Regions from separate parts of the Mus musculus genome. Here all the other regions are linked to region 2. The links are chromatin contacts, called in public HiChIP or PLAC-seq and promoter capture Hi-C maps. All regions are on one chromosome and are shown on one strand. Each heading gives the region's core, a stretch centred on a gene start, on an enhancer-like site or on the middle of the called end of the contact. The rest is flanking DNA. Distances are from core to core; before and after follow the strand shown. Region 1 overlaps Nupl2 (nucleoporin like 2). Region 2 holds the start of 2700038G22Rik (RIKEN cDNA 2700038G22 gene). Region 3 overlaps Klhl7 (kelch-like 7).

Evidence for each region. Promoter capture Hi-C pulls out the DNA fragments that hold promoters and counts their contacts. HiChIP or PLAC-seq counts read pairs in DNA pulled down with a chosen protein or histone mark.
Region 1: a contact with region 2 is called in a promoter capture Hi-C map of embryonic stem cells, with 3 times the contacts expected there. The contact joins the enhancer-like site here to the promoter of 2700038G22Rik in region 2. A contact is called at or near these places in 16 of 39 promoter capture datasets (the 3T3-L1 cell line, the C10 cell line, the HPC-7 cell line and 12 more), 5 of 115 datasets of contacts at active chromatin or transcription factors (acute myeloid leukemia, bone marrow-derived macrophages, embryonic basal ganglia and 2 more) and 2 of 9 other capture datasets (adipose tissue and macrophages).
Region 3: an H3K4me3 HiChIP or PLAC-seq map of embryonic basal ganglia shows a contact between it and region 2, with 4 times the contacts expected there. The contact joins the enhancer-like site here to the promoter of 2700038G22Rik in region 2. A contact is called at or near these places in 17 of 39 promoter capture datasets (the 3T3-L1 cell line, 3T3-L1-derived adipocytes, the HPC-7 cell line and 13 more), 16 of 115 datasets of contacts at active chromatin or transcription factors (the 230-238 cell line, bone marrow-derived macrophages, cardiomyocytes and 12 more) and 2 of 9 other capture datasets (embryonic stem cells and liver).

What each region holds. Positions count from the first base shown.
Region 1 is chr5:24,179,543-24,183,481 of GRCm38.p6, reverse strand. It overlaps Nupl2 (nucleoporin like 2), which reads right to left. Exons shown (of 7, transcript NM_153092.4): 6 at 2,317-2,401; 7 at 1-1,574. The coding sequence ends at 1,006. Among named protein-coding and RNA genes, the nearest start is that of Nupl2, 17 kb to the right of the region's middle. Within about 2 kb of position 1,476, at least 21 of the 459 cell types and tissues checked have an H3K27ac peak or open chromatin away from gene starts, as enhancers often do. A contact at or near this core is called in embryonic stem cells, where this site is marked.
Region 2 is chr5:23,849,041-23,852,843 of GRCm38.p6, reverse strand. 2700038G22Rik (RIKEN cDNA 2700038G22 gene) reads right to left here and starts at 2,247. Exons shown (of 4, transcript NR_045042.1): 1 at 2,223-2,247; 2 at 689-723; 3 at 84-126. It overlaps Gm42228 (a long non-coding RNA gene), which reads left to right. Exons shown (of 2, transcript XR_880875.3): 1 at 1-146; 2 at 2,714-3,390. It overlaps Snord93 (small nucleolar RNA, C/D box 93), which reads right to left and starts at 611; the gene lies at 567-611.
Region 3 is chr5:24,122,694-24,126,207 of GRCm38.p6, reverse strand. All of the region lies in intron 1 of Klhl7 (kelch-like 7), which reads right to left. Among named protein-coding and RNA genes, the nearest start is that of Klhl7, 24 kb to the right of the region's middle. Within about 2 kb of position 1,292, at least 25 of the 459 cell types and tissues checked have an H3K27ac peak or open chromatin away from gene starts, as enhancers often do. A contact at or near this core is called in embryonic basal ganglia, embryonic forebrain and embryonic stem cells, where this site is marked.

The DNA of each region.
Region 1 (3,939 bases), core at 227-2,726, 330 kb before region 2:
TGTGCGCAGGTGTGTGTGATGGCCAAAGGTTGGTGTTAGGTGTCTTCCCCTATCATTTCTCCATCCTTTTGACAGGGTTTCTGGAAATGGCTGGTCAGCAAGTTCTGGGCATCTACCTGTCTCTGCCTCTTGAGTGCTGGGGAGACAGATTCACGCACTCCCATGCCTAAGTGCTGGGCATCAGCTTGGGTCCTCACATCTGCATATCTCTGCAGCCACTGCTCCACCCACTCAGCGGCTCCTTCCACGTTTGATTTTCTCCCATGTAAAAGGTGAGGGCTTGGGACTGGAGAGGTAGATAGTTCAGAGGTTAGGAGGACTGCTGCTTCAGAGGACGAGAGTTCAGTTCCTAGCACCTTTATATGGTGCCTCACAACTGTAACCTCAGCTGCAGGGAATCTGACCTCTAAAGGAACCAGGCATGTACGTGGTGCACAGACACACATGCAGGCACAAGTCAGAGTTGGGAGACGGAGTTCCTGTCATGCAGGAGACACTGTACCTGGGTTTGATCTCCAGAAACCACTGTTCACATCCCTATTTAAAGGGACAGAAAGTGGAGTAGAATGAGAAAATTACTTTATTCAGTACACTGTACTGTTTAGTTCCACTCGTAATTACAGTACAAAAGAGTCCCTTGCTTATTGACTTTTTTGGCTATCCTTTATTTAGCTGGGTGTTTAGAAAAGTTAAACTTTAAAATCCCTCAAATTACTGAAAGCTATATATATATATAAACGTATTCAAGTCAATCTCAGAAGCCATAGTTAGGGAGGAGTATGGGTCAGGTAGAATCCGCCTGGCCTGGGTGAGCCCAGCCTGATCTGCAGCACTATAAAAACAGGGCTTTCAAAGCCATTCAGAGCTTTCTCTTGGAGGTCTCTTGTTCACTCTGTGCTGTCCACACTGGCCTGAATTTGTGGTGTTCTGCTGCTCAGCTTCCCAGACTGTAGGCATGCAGGACATGCCTGGCTAAGGCATTCTTTCTGTATTTAAACCTGACCTTTATACAGTCAGAAGCTCGACCGGTGGCGGCTTCAGTGGAATTTTTCCCAGGGTAAATCTCTGGGATTGAAACTGCTCCAGTTCTTCCTTCATCAGCTGATCCCTGGGTGTGAACAGTGCGTTATCAGCGGCACCGGAGGCTAGGACAGAGGTAGATATGCCGCTACCTCCAAACACGTCAGTGGAAGGTTTAGCAAATACAGCCTGAGAATGTGGGCTAGGACTGCCAAAACCAGCCACAGAACTGCCGCTTCTCAAGGGAGGGGCTGTTGTAGAGCCAGAGGGACTCGCTGCCATGGAGGCTGGAAATCCCGAAAACCCAGGTGATGCAAAACTGGAACCTTCAGGGCTCTTGAACGAAAATGATGCAGCAGACGTGGCTTCAGGTTTCCCAAGTCCAAAGGCTGGAGTGGAGGAAGAGATGGAGGAGCCCGCAGAGGGCCCAGCCCCAAAGGCTGGGTGACTTCCAAATACTGAAGTGCTTCCGGAAGGAGGAGTGGCAAGTCCAGGGCTTGTTTTAAAACTAAAGTTCTGAACAGTACTGCTGCTGCTGTTATTCACTGGGAAGCCTACAAACATAGGTTACAGTCAGAAAATGTGGCCGTGCCGCTCCCTTCTCTTATTTCAGACATGTGTAGATATTGAAGAGTTTAGGGACACATGAAAACAAAGTTAAACCGACCCTCTGAGTCCCACTGCCCTGTCACGACTCATGCGTCCATGCGAGTCAGAGTGGGTGTGCGCTTCGGCTTGCCATGCTTTTCAGCAGAGCAGCCTTGTGACTGCTGTGTGCTGACAAAGGTCTCAATGACACTCCTGCCACACTGGTGTGCTCCTATCAAATTCCTGAGAGCCTTGCTATGAAGGCCAAGCTTGCCTTAGATGTTTGATTCTTTACTGCAGCCTCTGCAGGCTAGAATTATATATATATATAATCATCACGCCCAGTTTCCTATGAGGCAGAGAGACATTCCTAAAATGTTCTTCTAGAGCTGGGCATGGTGGTTCCCATCTGTACTCCCATTGCAGGGGCAGAGGCAGAAGGATCAAAAGTCCTGGTTCACAAAGTGAGTTCCAGGCCAGGGCTACACAGTAATAGCCTATCTCAGAGACAAAAGTACTTCTATAAGCTGAGCCCCAGCACTCCCCCTTACTCCCACTCCACCAGCCTACCTTCCCAAAGCATTTGTGGAGCTAAGTTCTTCAAGGCTCCATTATGGAGGAATTTGTGAGAATTATTTAAAATGGTGATTCAGGCTTTCTAAAGTTGCAATCTATAGCATCCCACTTTTCTGAGCCACACTCTCTTACCTGGTGACCCAAACGACCCTGCTTGCTTACTTCCAAATCCAAACGCAGGCACTGCTTGACTGACCCCATCTTTTACGTCAGAGAGCTGAAAAACCAACACAAATACAACACTTCATGAGTAGTTATCATAGACTGTTGCTATACAGTACATTTTAAAAATGTATTATTTAAATATGCACTTTTAATATATAAAATGTCCATTATGTGATCAAGAGAAGGAAAGGATATAATACTCCACAAACTATAAAATCAACTAATATGCACATTGATATAAAACTGCACTAGAAATGAACGACAGTTATCTCTGGCTGGGGACAACTTTAATTTTATACTTGTTAAAGTTCAAGTTGTTAAATTCAATTTGTTAATTAAAATTGTTAGAATTCAACTTGTTAAAAACAACATATTATAATCAGAAAAACATTTTTTAATCAATATACATTGTATCCATATAAAAAACCTTCAAGAATAAATAAAATTGCATTCTAGAAAACCACACATGTCAGTGTTTATAAAATTACACCCGAATTTGTTAGTCACTCCAGGTACAGGTTTAACTGGGTGTTTAGAAAAGTTAAACTTTAAAATCCCTCAAATTACTGAAAGCTATATATATATATAAACGTATTCAAGTCAATCTCAGAAGCCATAGTTAGGGAGGAGTATGGGTCAGGTAGAATCCGCCTGGCCTGGGTAAGCCCAGCCTGATCTGCAGCACTATAAAAACAGGGCTTTCAAAGCCATTCAGAGCTTTCTCTTGGAGGTCTCTTGTCAGAGTATGCCCAGGCTACCTCCTCAATGCTTCAACTCAACTTGCAGTCACAGTGCTATAAAACGCTTCCTACTAAAACCCATTGGACTGACCTACTCTGCTGACTGATGGATGCCCTTTTCAAGGAACCTTCCACCAATCCCGACTCCTTCCCTCCAAGACATTTGTCTTTCTTCTTTTTTTCTCTATAGACTAGGCTATCTTGAGCTCACAGATATCCACCTCTCCTCTACCTAAGTGCCGTGATTAAAGTTGCATACCACTGCACCAAGCCTGAAACCATTGAAGCTGAGCTTTCTTTCCTAGAAGTATCTTAGACAATTTCATCTAGTTCACATAGAGCTACTTCTCAACCTTCCTAATGCTGTGACACTTTAATACAATTTCCTCATGTTGCAGTGACCTCCCCAACATAAAATTATTTTAGTTGCTACTTCAAAACTGTAATTTTGCTACTGTTACATAACTGTAACATAAATATCTGACATATAGATGTCTCATATGTGACCCCTGTGAAAGGGTCATCACCCTCAGGTTGAGCAGAGATGATGTGTTTTGACATATTTCAGTGACTCCTAATACACTTATAATCACCGCAAACCAATTTCTATTGCCCTTAAGAGCTTCCTATGACCTTCCTGGGCAGACAGCCCTTTCTCCACTTCTGGTCCCACACAATTGATCATTAGCTCACCACTACAGACAGGTGCTGTCCCTTCCATAGTTTCATAACGACAGAATTATACAGGGTTTTTGTTTTGTTTTGTTTTTTCCTTGCTTCTTTTTACTGGAGTAATAGTCACCAATAGGTAAATGGATAAACAAATGTAAGTGCATCTATGCTCATGATA
Region 2 (3,803 bases), core at 998-3,497:
TGAGAATGCCTCAGAATTCACCCGTTCCCGATATGAAGGGGAACAGGTAACCTAAAACCTTGACTCTACACACAGATGCCTACCTTCTCTTCTAGAAGTCGGACCAGTTCATCTCAAGCTCCAGAGCTGCAGAAGGAACACCAGAGGTAAGTACATCTGCAACCATTACTTAATAAATAAAGCAACACACCCATGTGTGGACTATGTTGACATTAACCATCTTTTAGTATAAATAGAACACTTAATGTACTACCCAGTACATTGGGTGGATCTACTCAGAAATGTTTGAACACAACTTGAAATGCAAAGCCATATCACCCTCTAAGTATTAAACATTCACCAACGCTCCCATTTATTACATTTATTATTTTGAGTGTGCACACACGTGTGCTAGCACACACATGAAGGTGCAAGAATAACTCTAGAGAGCTGGCTCTCTCCACCAGGTCCCAGAATCAAAGGTAACGGGCTTGGCACTGCTAAGCCCTCTCACTCCATTCTCCAACCCCTCATCTACTTTAAAAAGACATGGGGTGACTGCATTAAATTCCTGCCTGTTCTATTGGCCTCAGGTAAATCCTTTAACCCATCACAGCAGCGTATCCAGTCAGGTTAGAGTTCTCATCCTTGGCCAAGAACTGTTCCTGGAATTATGCCTGGAAAGCCAAACTTGCCATCTAACACATACCTTGAATTCATGATCATCCTGGACACAGCACTCATCTGCTCAAAAGAAAAAAGAACCAGCACTGTTACAAGCAGCAGCCACAGCTTCCTTCAGAAAGGACCTTCCTGGTGGCTCCTAGCTGCATCTGGTGATGGAAGGCCTGCCTCTGACTAGCATTTATTCCTGCACAGAGCTCTAATCTTCATACTGCTGACAGCTGGGAGTCCATTTTATTCCCTCTGGGCCATCTTTCCCACTATTTCCACCCCAGAAGCAAAAACTCTTAATGTTTAGAAGCAAATAGTACTGCAGGTAATAGCAGTACTCTTCCTTTAAGAAAGTGAAACATTTTCTCTGATTTCAAAACCAGAAGCAGCGTCAGATGTGTCTCCTGAGCCTGAATGAGGAAGGGAAAAATAACTCCTTACCTTAGAAGGTGGCTCATGCTGCCCTTCACTCTCGAAGGGGCTCAACAGAACCCTAACCTCTAACGGAAAGAAAACTACAACACAGGGAACTTGTTTACAAGAGCCCACAAGCCTATTTTTCCTCTAAAATGTCCTTTACCAGGCACAGTGGCTTATGTCCATAAATGCCAATACTTAGGGTCCTAGAGCACAAATATTCTCTGGGCCAGTATGACAATCTGTCTCAATAATCTAATAATCTTTTAAAAAGATTTATTTCTTCTATATGAGTGCACTGTTGCTATCTCCAGACAACACCAGAGGAGGGCATCAGATCTCATTACAGATGGTTGTGAGCCACCATGTGGTTGCTGAGAATTTAACTCGGGAACTCTAGAAGAGCTGTCAGTACTCTTAACCACTGAGTCATCTCTCCAACCATGATATTTACTTTTAATTGGTGTCTCAATCAGTCACCTCTTAAACAGGGAGGACTCCTGGGTGCTCGCTAAACACCTATACCCGGTCTTAGGAATTCCAAATCACGATTCCTAAATCATTGCTTATAAGTCACCTTGCTTAAGTGCTAATCCAGTGGCTCAGATTTCTCCCAGGACCCAAAACCCAGACAGGCTGGGTCTGTGTCAGCAGTAGGGTAATCCAGGTCCTGTAGGCAGAGGTCCCTGCTGGACTCGGTTGCAGGTATCCGCCTGAATATACCCTCAAACCTTAAAACAAATGAGCACAAAACAAAAAGCCCAGCCTTTGTGCCAAGCAGCAATTAAAGGACACGTGCGGCGGCGAGGACGCGCCTGCGTGGGCGAAATCACCCCTGCCCTTGCTGACACTGGGATTATCCTGCCTCCTGCTACTTTCCGAGCTCTGATCTCATTCGCTTCCTAAATAGTCGATGTCCCCGTCATCGGAGTCCTGGGCGGGCGGGAAGCCCCGAGTGTGCCCAGGACCCGGGCTGTCCGGACGCCGCGCCTCCATCCGAGAGGGGACAAATCCGGGCAGCGCAAGGCTGATCGCCTGTCCCACACAGAAGGGACGCGTATGGGCAGGGACCCGCGCCACGGGCGAGCGCCGTGAAAATCGCCAAGACCACGTGGCGTGGTCCTGGGACTCGCAATGGGGAGAGTACTTACCAGGAGCGCGCCGCGGCGGAAGAGCTGGGCGCCAGGGCGGGACCGAGTTTAAAACCGACCGGACATTGAGCACCGGGGCTCAGCCAACCAGAGTGGCCCAGCGCCCCTCCTGCCCGCCCCTTCCCCCGTTCCCGCCTGACTCCAGCGCCGGCCCTCACGCGCCCCCTGGCGGCACCAGAGCCACTGGCCCCGCCCGCTTCCCCAAAAAGACTTAAACTATGTCTGTCTGTGATATTTGCATGTGCTCAAAATGCCAGACATAGGTGTCAGCTTCCCTGGAGCTGGACTCACAGACAGCTGTGAGCCTCCTAAATTGAATGCTGGGAACTAAATTCAGGTCCTCTACAAGAACAGAACACTGTTTAAGCGGCAAACCATCTCTCTAGCCATGTAAAAACAAAACGTAAACCAACCAAACAGACCAAAACATCCGCCATTAAATTCCTGCTACATCCTGCCACAAGTAAGCCACCTTTTATTTCTCCTTATAGCAACAGCCCTCAAAAGAGTTGCCTACTCTTTGTGTGCTCTTGGTATGTTAAGCGTCACAGGCCACTGAGGAACTGAAAAGTAAGACACCACCATGGTACCACTTACACACTTATCAAAACGCCTGCACCCCAGACCCCACTCATCCATTGCTTGTGGGAACGCAAGAGGAGAATTCAGAAGACAGTGGTGTAAGAAGGAACCAACTGAAGCCATTTGGAACAGGCCTTAACTCAAAGTTTAAGTTCCCAAGACCTCCCTGGGTAACTGACTTCCTGCTTGGTGAGTAGAAGCATGGATGCTAGGTGAGTGCACTTCAACATGAACGCTGCAGTTGAGTCCTGTAGGAACAGAGTAAGTGCACCACAAAGACGTGCTCTTAAGGAAGTCCCCTACCCCTAAGTCCTGATTGGTGGGATAACTTAGCACAGACGTTTATGGATTTCAAGCTTAAAAGCCCCGTACCATTCTGGCTTGGGGTTGCAGTTCAGTTCCTGAGTCTCTTCTATGGCCCTGATTGATCAGCAGCAGCCCGAGTGCAATACATCTTTGTCATCTGCTTAAATACTTACTAAGATGTTCGAAGACGCAGTCAGACGGAGTCTGTGCTGCTGTTCCTAACTGGTTGATTTTTGCTGCCTAATTCAAATAAAGATCTTGCTTTGGGGGGACTCTTGAACCTGCTCGGGTTGTTTTGGATTTTTAGACCCCAACACAAGAACATATCTATAGGCACCTTAAACTGTTTCTCTATTTGTTTCTCAGTATGTGTACGTGAGTGTCTTTGTGTTTGTGCTCGTGTTGCCCATGCACGTGGAGGTCACAGGTTGGTGTTTCTTTCCCTCAATTATTCTCCACATTATTTTTTGAGACAAGTTCTATCACTGGGCGTCACTGACTCAGCTAGACTCTTCACTAGTCCTCCCCGCCCTGCAGAGGTCTCTGCAGCCTGCATGGGCATCAGAGAGAGGAGCCTTGGGAGGTGAGGATACAAGGCAGGTCAGCTCCACAGGGCTCAGTGGTCAGCGCTGACAAAACTTTGGCAGTCAGACCTCAGTTATTTATTTTAGGTATACTTAAGCACAGCACAGT
Region 3 (3,514 bases), core at 43-2,542, 270 kb before region 2:
AACCAGAAAGGACTCAGACACAGAGTAAATGAAGTGACTCTTTAGCAATCTTCCCTTAAATAGCTTGTCTCACAAACATCCTTTAAATAGAAGCTGGATAGCAGCCATTTCTAAACTAATTCCTGACCAAGACAACAGCAGTGACACTCTAGGCTGTGCAAAGAAGGTAGGCCTGCAATAACTTAAACTTCAAAAGGATAGGGAAAAAAAGGAGTACTGAAAATACATCAAGGGTTAGCACCTTACAGATGACTTTTAAAGAAAAAGAAATGTCTTTGGGGGAACACATCAAAAAATATATTCACAATGAAGCTGAAGATATTCTAACCACTGGGAGGTAACATATTCCATTATTCTTTTTTTTTTTTATTTTAAGTTTTAACTGTTATGTGTATGGGTGTTTTGATTGTAAGTATGTCTGTGTACCACATGACCCCTGAGGGAGTCAGATGAGGATGTCAATCCCCAGGCATCGGGATGGTTTTTAAATGCCATGTGAGTGATGGGAATTGAACCTGGGTCCTTTGCTGAGCCATCTTTCCAGCCCCATATTAAGTGGTTTGTAAATCTTGTTGCAAATCAATAATTTAGTAGCTTAGCAGATACAGTTTTTGCAAATTTTAAGTGTTTTCCTAAATAAGTATTTTACTAATAGTTTTTGAAAAATTGACATTTCCTACTATTTAGCTATTTTGTTTATGTGAGTACACACATGCGTGCATGCATGCGTATGCGTGTACCACATATATGCAGATAAGTATACATACATGGCCTGTGCATTCAGTGGTCAAAAAAGGTTATCCCGTTGTCTCCCTCCTCCACCTACCTCCACTAACTGACTAAATCTCTCAATGAACATAAAGCTGGCTGTCTTTGTGAGGCTGGACGAGAGGGCTTTCAGGACCAGATCTCTCCACCTTCCACTCGGTTATAAACACATTTGCTTTGTGGGGCTTTTCTGTGGGAATTTGAAACCAGCTCCTCTTGCTTACACAGCAAGTGCTCTTACCCATTAAGCCATTCCACCAATCCTACTTTATTTTGCGAATAAAAATCCAAGTAAGATGCTAATACTTAGGAAAAAGGAAAGGAGCCACCCAAAGCAGACTAAAAGAGATACAGAACTTTACATTTAGTCTATTTCAAGATTTGTTAAGTTTTGTGGGCCAGTACTTAGAATCTTATGCAGATTGGTAGCCCCTAAAGCTATTGTTGCTTCCATAGAAAGCTGAGCTTTTAAAGGTTCACTGTCTGACCTATGTGAGTAGGGTGCAAACAAGCAACAGTCCTCGGGTGACTTGCCATATGCCATACTAAAATATGCAAAGTAGTGCACACAGAATCTCTGATGTACTGTGTAGACACAGCACCTGTCAGTAAAAAAAACAAAAAAAAAAACAAAACAAAACAAAAAAAACCTATGGGCTATATATAGGAAGGGGTAGAATAGAAGGAGGGACATCTGGTAGGAAAAAAGGATTCTGGGAAAGAGACGTGTGGGAAATTCACCCAGGAACATGGAGGACAGAAGCCTGGGGGCTAGCCATGTGGCAGAACTTAGACTAGAATGAATGGGATATTAAGTTATGATCTAATCAGGGAATCAACCAAAGCATAAGGCCAAAAGTGTTTATAAATATATTTTGAGTCTCAGAGTTGTTATTAGGGAGGGGGCGGGGCTGATGGCACTCAACATGGAAGGCATGTAATTTAAACCTTTTCATTCATATTCAGGTATTAGACAGAGTAGTGGGTAAAGAGCAGGAAACAAAGGGCCCTGCTGGGCTACAGAGCACTTGATTGAGGCCCCTGAGCCTGCATTCTCTCTCAGACTAACAGAAATCCTGCCCCAGGACAGGATTTGTGCCCCAGCTGCTACAGCAAGAGACAAAGGCAGCACTTCTAAGAGTAGGATGGAAGCAGGACTTTAGCAGGTCAAAGGAGAACTCAACTCAGTACAGCTAGGCTAGCTGAGGGGCAGGGAGACAGAGTCTGAGGGGTCATTCCTCTAATGAACACAGAGCAGAAACACACAAGTTCAAAACACAGCTCTCAGTTAAACCTGAGAGTGCTGAACTACAGTCACCTTCTCAGAGTGGGGGAAAGCCATAGGAGGTATTTGTGAGTATATGCTGCACACACAAGGGCCCAGGACTGCAGTGGCATAAGACAAAACTGCGGTTTTTCTGCAATTCACCCTTTCCTGTTAACCAGAGGGCCAAGGACAGTGGCAGTGTCCTGAGCTAAACAATAAAGGGAGACAAAAAAAGGACACACAGAAAGAATCCAAATGAACCAAAACTTCTTTTCAGAGAAGGTAAAAAAATTGTTTTAAGACTGAAAAGGGAAGAAAACTGGATTTAAATTTCACACACATATATAAAAATAATCCAAAATTGATAACTATAAAGATGAACAATGACAGAGGTTGTCTAGCTTATCTGATCTCTTTTAAATGGTTCAAAGACACAAATAAGAGAAACAGATACATCTAAACTGGAAGTAGCATATCACTGATTATGACAATTATCATACTAATAATCCTCATTTTCACCTTAACAGTACTATTGCCTTCTCAGAGATAAAGCCTTAGACAAAAATTTTGAAAATTTATAAATCAGACTAAGAAAAAACCTAAAACATCAGCGATGAAGTAAAATGGAGAAAGTAACATTTGGAAACAAGATTTAGAAAAAAATTCTTAACTTATAATCACACTGCTAAGATATCAGAGATAAAACATAGTGTGAGACCCCAACTTAGAGCGTTTCTCCCCTAGAAGGTAATGCCCCTGGATGTTTCCCAAGCTTATTTTCCCTGATCTCTAAAAATACAGCCAGAAAGAAGCTCTTTGTTCTCTATAGCCAGCAAAAAGCTTTTGTTTCTGTGCCTTCCAGCTAGAGATTCCATAACTGTAGGAAGACCTACAAGGACATGGAGATAGACCAGGAGAGGAGGCTGCAGCTCACTCTCCCCCTCACCAGAAAGGAGCTGTAGCCAACTCTCCTCCCAACTTCTTCCAACTCCTCCCAATTCCTCACTAGCTGTTAAAAGCCCCCTACTGTCACCGCTCCTGGTCAAACTCCCCTGCCCTGCACCAAGAAGGGACTTCCTCCTCTGCTAGCTGATAATAAAACCTCTTGCAGTTTGCATCAGGTGTGGTTTTCTCTCCAGATGTTGGGGTGTTGGCCAGCTCATCCCGGGACTTGAGCTGAGGCCCAGCATCAGGGGTCTTACAATAGGGAGGGAAAAAAATTAAGGCAGACTTTCTCAAAGAAGAGGCTGAAAAACTAGATACTAGATTGGAGACCACAGAGCAGATGGAGGATTCTTTGAATCAAAATAGAGAACACTCACAGAAATCCAATCTAGAATTCACAGTAAATCAAAAGAGACAGTTCCAGATGAGAAAAATCTACAAAGGCTTAAAGAATTAAAATGGCAGCCCATAAAGAGATAACACATTGAGCTAAGAATCTAGATTCTACTTAAGGGAACAACGCCATACAGCAGA